2 separate regions of the Callithrix jacchus genome follow, and region 2 is linked to region 1. A link is a contact called in public Hi-C data. All regions are on one chromosome and are shown on one strand. Each heading gives the region's core, a stretch centred on a gene start, on an enhancer-like site or on the middle of the called end of the contact. The rest is flanking DNA. Distances are from core to core; before and after follow the strand shown. Region 1 holds the start of LY6G5C (lymphocyte antigen 6 family member G5C). Region 2 holds the start of NELFE (negative elongation factor complex member E).

What was found. Hi-C and Micro-C count contacts between places; a contact is called where the count stands out from the background.
Region 2: a Hi-C map of skeletal muscle shows a contact between it and region 1, with 5 times the contacts expected there. The contact joins the promoter of NELFE here to the promoter of LY6G5C in region 1. A contact is called at or near these places in 2 of 3 Hi-C or Micro-C datasets (both in skeletal muscle).

What each region holds. Positions count from the first base shown.
Region 1 is chr4:39,184,716-39,187,876 of calJac240_pri, forward strand. It overlaps LY6G5C (lymphocyte antigen 6 family member G5C), which reads right to left and starts at 1,598. Exons shown (of 3, transcript XM_035295250.3): 1 at 1,474-1,598; 2 at 332-499. The coding sequence starts at 1,594.
Region 2 is chr4:39,476,954-39,480,042 of calJac240_pri, forward strand. It overlaps NELFE (negative elongation factor complex member E), which reads right to left and starts at 1,476. Exons shown (of 11, transcript XM_078368849.1): 1 at 1,407-1,476; 2 at 887-1,038. The coding sequence starts at 961. It overlaps SKIC2 (SKI2 subunit of superkiller complex), which reads left to right and starts at 1,652. Exons shown (of 27, transcript XM_008994189.4): 1 at 1,652-1,724; 2 at 1,808-1,911; 3 at 2,497-2,606; 4 at 2,707-2,824; 5 at 2,924-3,038. The coding sequence starts at 1,703.

The sequences.
Region 1 (3,161 bases), core at 348-2,847:
CCAGCCTGGCCAACATAGCCAATCCCCATCTCTACTAAAAATACAAAAAATTAGCCAGTTCGTGGTGATGCACACCTGTAATCCCAGCTGCTTGTGAGGCTGAGGCATGAGAATTGCTTGAACTGGGGAGGTGAACATAGTAAGGAGGTTGTAGTGAGCCAAGATTGTGCCATTGCACTACAGCCTGAGCAACAGACCCAGATACTGTCTCAGAAAAAAAAAGGACAGACAGGGTTGTTGGAGCAGTGTCATGGGATCTTGGGGTACAGTTTAGGAGGCTGAGAGAATTTCAGTTTGGAGAGTGCCGGGCCCACAGCAGAAGGCCACTTACCGTTCTTTATGTGGAGAGTGGTGCAGCTGCTGCCAGCCGGGGTGAGGCAGATGTCAGATCCCAGAAGGCACCCTAGCTCCTTGGTCTCCAAGAGGCATCGGTAGCAGCGCAGGTATTTGGGGAATGGAAGTGGTTGAGGGGGTTCCCAATTGATAGGAACAAACTTACCTAGAATACAGAGAAGTGCTGACCCCACTGACACCCCATTCTCCCTCACACCCCACCACTGCCTGATTCCAGGCCACTCAACCCCACTGTTCCTTCCCTTCCTATCTCAGAAAACCACCAAAGCCCCAATTCTCTGCGTCCTTCCCCATCTGCAAGTATATACATCCCCTCTTTCCTGTGGTCCTAAGCCCAGAGCACACGTTAACCAGTCCCCAGACCCAGCAGAGCACTTGGTGTGAGGCAGAATTAAGTGCTAAACAAATGCTTTGAATCCCTTGTCTCTGTGGATGGTGCTTTGCAAGTGGGGAGGCCAGCAGGCTGGACTGTCTTGTTCTATCCTGTGGATTCTGATTCTGTCATCCAGCACACTCCCTAACCCTCCCTATTCTGTGTTGCTCTCAGATCTGAAGAGTATTTCTTCAGTATCTCTATTCAGGTCACTGCTGTGGAGTGAGACAGCCCTGGGGTGATCACTAGAAATCTCCTTCAGAGGCTGGGTGCAGTGGCTCACACCTATAATCCCAGAACTTTGGGAGGCCGAGGTGGGCAGATCACCTGAGGTCAGGGGATCCAGACCAGCCTGGTCAACATGGTGATACCCCCATCTCTACTAAAAATACAAAAATTAGCTGGTTGTGGTGGCTTGTGCCTGTAATCCTAGCTACTCGGGAGGCTAAGGCATGAGAATCGCTTGAACCTGGGAGGTGGAGGTTGCAGTGAGCTGAGATTGCACCACTGCACTCCAGCCTGGGAGATGGAGTGAGACTCAATCTAAAAAAAAGAAAGAAAGAACTCTCCTTCAGAGTGCACATCAGTCCATGAGCAGGTATTCCTTACCAAACCCATCCATCCCCATCTCTCCTCCTGCCTGGGTTTACCTGAGCGTCCTGGACAGATGACCCAGACGCTCGATGTCTGTGGGTTTCTCTATCCTGTAGGCCAGGAGACCCTTCTGACCCCTTAGAGCCACTTACCAAACGCCAAACTCATCATGACCAGCACTATTAAGAAGACAGTGTACAGGGCTTGGGGGGTGCTGTGGAAGCACAGAGGCCCCAGACTCTGGCTCCTTGCAGGGCCTGCCATAAAATGCATGACTGCCTGCTGGCCTCCAGTGTGGGCTTATATTGGTGGAAGAGTGGTTGGCCAAGAGGAAGGAGAGACACAACACCAGCTCAGGGTGGAAATCAGTGCCAGGCCAGCCAGAGGAGCAGAATGTCCTCACCCACGGCCACTCTGGTGCATAACATCCTGCTTGAGGGCAGGAGCCCAGGAATAGGGGAATGAGAGGGGGAACTTTCTTTCCTATTAAGTGAACAGATGTTTACTGAATCACTGCATCAGGTGTTGGGATACAACCGTGCACAAAATTTCCACCCTAATAGGGCACAGTCTAGCAGGGGAGACAAGTCAACCAGCAATGATGTGGGGAGGACAGAGTGCTGCCAGGAGCACCTGGACAGTTAAACCCCTGACCAGAGAGATTCTGGCAGAGGAGTAACTTAATCTGATCTCTGTGTGTAAAGACTGCCATGGCTGCACATTGCATTGCGGGGAGAGTGGAGGCCGCCGGGAAGTAGGGCTATTCCCGACTCTGGTCACGAGATGGCGGACTGGTCCAGCAGAAGACCGGCAGGGACGAGGAGGCTAGGCTCATGAACCTGAGATATATTTAGAAGACGACAGATTTGCTTTTGGACTGAACGAGGGGTAGGCTTGCATAAGTGAGTGGCACCATTTTCCAAGATAGGAAACGTGGTTTGTCTTAAAAAAAAAAAAAAATGCGGTGCCCAGTCCCACTTCCCATACCCTGGGGACACTTGTCAGACGTCCCAAAATGAAGACACCTGGATCCCAAGCGACACGTACTCAGTTCAGTGTCCCCTTGGGGTTCCAGGAACCCAGCGCCTTTCCCCACCTCATCTTCGTTCTTGCCTCGCCTAAGCTCAGCTGTGGCTCAGTGGGCCTGATCTCCGGCGCCCACAGAATCTGGCGCTGTGCGTTCGCTCTTCCCGCTTGACTGCACCTCAGAACTCCAGTAGGACGCGGGGGCGGCCCCTGCCCAAGCTCTGTTCCCTGGGGAAGAAACCTGGGAAGAGTGAACCTCGAATAGGGACCCAAGCGTCCGGCCCCAGCGGACACTCGGAGCCCGGCGCCGCTCCCCCGGCAGGCGGCGCCTTAGCGCCACCCTCCCTCCCAGGCGAATTCTGGAGACCGCGGTCCCAGGCGTCTCACCCATTTCCTCCCCTGGGGACCCCCTGGGCTCCCCAACTTTGCCTACTCGGTCCCCACCCTGCCAGGTCAGTCTTGACTCGGAGACTCATGGTTTTTACTTTTCGGGTCGCTGGGCTACGGGTTGGGGGGAGGAGGGAGGTCCTTAGCGTCCAGGAACTACACCACCTGCTCCAATTTCCTGTCTGAAGATTCGGGTCGAGGCTTCGAACTCGGTTTCTCTGCTACCTCCCAGCCTGTGCAAGAATTATCCAGTCTCAGGATAAGGGGGAAGATGGGAAGAAACAGAAGAAGCCCGCCCAGAAATACTGCAGGAAGGAAGAAATATGAGAGGAAACCGCACGCCACTAAGCGCACCCCCTCCCCTCATCCACTCCGAGAACCTTGGAATGAATGAATTTAAAAACTGTATTAGGGCGAAGCTCGGTGG
Region 2 (3,089 bases), core at 226-2,725, 290 kb after region 1:
CTAGAACACTCATAGCGGAAAGCTAGTAAGATTTTCTGATGTTTAATGGCCATTAAACTAGGCCCTCCCCCAACACCTCTGCACGACACGGAGAAGAGAAGGGTATTTTTAAAAAAGAAAACAGGGTGGCAAAGATGCAGAGAAAAGAAGGCGTTGGGAATGTATGTTTTGGGGGTAGTGAAGAGATCTACTTTACTAGACAGGGCTGCCAAACTAAGGTTTGGGGCTTTGTCATATAGACAATGTGAAGCCATCTATGAGTTTCGAGAAACAGAGGAAGCAGAATTTTCTGTTTTCAATGGATTATTTGAGCAGGAGTGAAGAAGTCTGTTCAAAAAAAAAAAGACTAAGAAATTTGTTGAGAGACCATTACAACGGCCCACATGAGTGTCAATAAAGCCCTGCTCAGGGGAATACACAATAAAGAATAAACACGAAAAAAAAAAAAAAAAAGACTTGGCAAATGTCTGGCTATGCAAATAGTGGAGAAGTCAACTATGAGATTTTGAGTCCAAACACATGGCAGAATTGGTGTAGTCAGTCTTATTTGGAAGATCAAGAATAGAAAGTGATAGTTTCAACTTCGGGTATCTGAAGTTTTTCAGTATGACACTGGACAGAACTGGAAACACCGAACTTGGGGATCATCAGCTTTTAGGTGGTATTAAAACCCATGGGAAAGGAAGACAACCCCATGGCAGACTGCATAGAAAGACAGAAGGTCCACACCAAGGCTTGGGAAAGCCACCTCTTGAAGCTACACTGTGAGGTGATATGTCTTCAGGTGTGGGCCAGAAGAACTTCCCCATTCGCTCACACTCACCCCAGGTCTTCTCAGAGTGCAGAGTCTGTGGAAGTTAGGCCATGTCCACACACAGTCCCTCACCTTTTTCTTGAGTTTGTTGAATTTCTTCTGGAGAGCCTCCTCTTCCTCGCTCAGTCCGGGGGGTATCACCAACATGGTGGCTCCTGGTTCAGGGGCAGGGCCCAAGACATCTCTCTCCACTGTTACCACTCAGGATTCACCCGACTTCCACACTGTACCCAACCCCATCCCTTCAGGACTGCATACTCCTGCCTTTGGCATTCCCTACCCCTGGCTTAAACCAGGCTGCTGTCCAAGTTCCCGCTCATCGGGATCATCCAGCAATCCTTCCTGTCTCCAGGGATCACAGACACCAGCACCTCGAGGTACCACGTGGCCCAGGGAGGGACGAACACCCACTCCGTCGGCAAGACTACGGTACCCGACACCCCTACCCTCGCTGGGTTAAGGCCAACCGCGGGGTTCGAACGGCAGAGAAGGCGGTGAAACCAGCGTAGCTCCCTTAGAGCAACTCAAGGGGGTTAGAAGAGAGAAGGGGCTATGAAAAAAGGGGAGAAGAGTGAGGCGTAAAGGGCCTTACCTGAGGGGGCGGCAACCAGGGCCCCAGGGTCTCTGGCCGCGCCCGCACTGGCCGTTGATAGCGGGCTCACAGCGATGACGTAGCGAGGGGCGGAAAACGCGGTAACCAGGGCGGCCCCAGCGCGCACTTCCGCCCGGCCTTCCACCGGTCCAAGTCCGGCCCTCCGCGGCGATAGTTCACACTCTCTGTGGGGCCGTGCCGGAAGTTGCCTTTACTTCCGCCCGTTCCGGGGCGGGGCTTACTTTGCAGCGACTACATGCAGCACTTCCGGGCTGTCCGGCTACTGTGGCTCCAGGATGATGGACACCGAGCGACTCGGTGAGGGGGAGGGGAGTGAAATGGTACGGAGTAGCAGACATGAAATAACCTTTGACCCCTGACTTTTCACCCATCTCCCGTAGTACTACCTCCTCCAGATCCGCTGGACCTACCTCTTCGGGCCGTGGAGCTCGGATGCACCGGGCGCTGGGAGCTGCTGAACTTGCCTGGAGCTCCAGAGAGCACCGTGAGTGACTTTTGACCCTTATCTTTGACCCGTATTGAGTCTAAAACTCCTTCACCCTCCTCTCAGTAGGATCTTGTTCATCTGTTCCTGTACGCCTATCCATCCAAGCCTGAACTGGTGCTGGACAGATTCCAGCCCAGTGTGCCTGCAGTGGGTTACAGTCCATGTGAGAACAGAGCAGAGAGGGCTGGGGTCTTTCAAACGTGACACTTCTCCGTGGAGCTCCCTTCTGTCTCCAAGCACCAGGGCACTTGGTGACTGAGATGCTAGGCTTTGAGCCTCCAACTCTTCATCCTTAGGTCTGGGACCACTTTTTCCAAAATCAGTGAGTCTCAGATTTCAGTGTGCTTCATGATTGGCAGGGAAGCTTTTTAAAAATGCAGATTCCTAGGTCCAGCCTCCATGTTTCTGAAATCCAAAATCTGCCCCAGGTCATTCAGTAGCAGGTAGTTTTTGGACAAGCCTGATTGTCCTAGTCTGTTTGACATATCTGTCATTTCTGATCTAAACACAAATCCTGTCACCTCTTATGTCTGCATTTTACCCTCTTTCCTTACCTAATGCTTCTGGTCTTTCTCGTTTCAGCTTCCCCATGGCCTCCCTCCTTGTGCCCCAGATTTGCAGCAAGAAGCAGAACAGTTGTTTCTGTCATCCCCAGCCTGGCTGCCTCTGCATGGTGTGGAGCACTCAGCCCGGTGAGGAGTCTGGAGGGGCTTTGACCAGGGTGATGGGTCCCTGAAGGAAGCTGCGACAGAGGAAGAAAGAAGACCCAAAAGTTACTTTTATTCTCTCCAGAAAATGGCAGAGGAAGACGGATCCCTGGTCTCTTCTGGCTGTCCTGGGAGCCCCAGTCGCATCCGACCTACAGGCCCAAAGACACCCAACCACAGGCCAGATACTGGGTTACAAAGAGGTAGGAGGTCGGGGTCATGAGAAACAGAGCTGGGGAGAAGGGGAGGTGGTCAGAGACAAACAAGCTCAGCCTCATTGGGGCTCTGATGTCTTGCCTCAGGTCTTGCTGGAGAACACAAATCTGTCGGCCACAACCTCCTTGTCTCTTCGCCGACCTCCAGGGCCGGCCTCCCAGTCCTTATGGGGAAATCCAACTCAGTATCCCTTCTGGCCAGGTGACTCTTGTGGAGATGGGATGGTAGAAGAGGGTGTCCTTAATCTCCGGG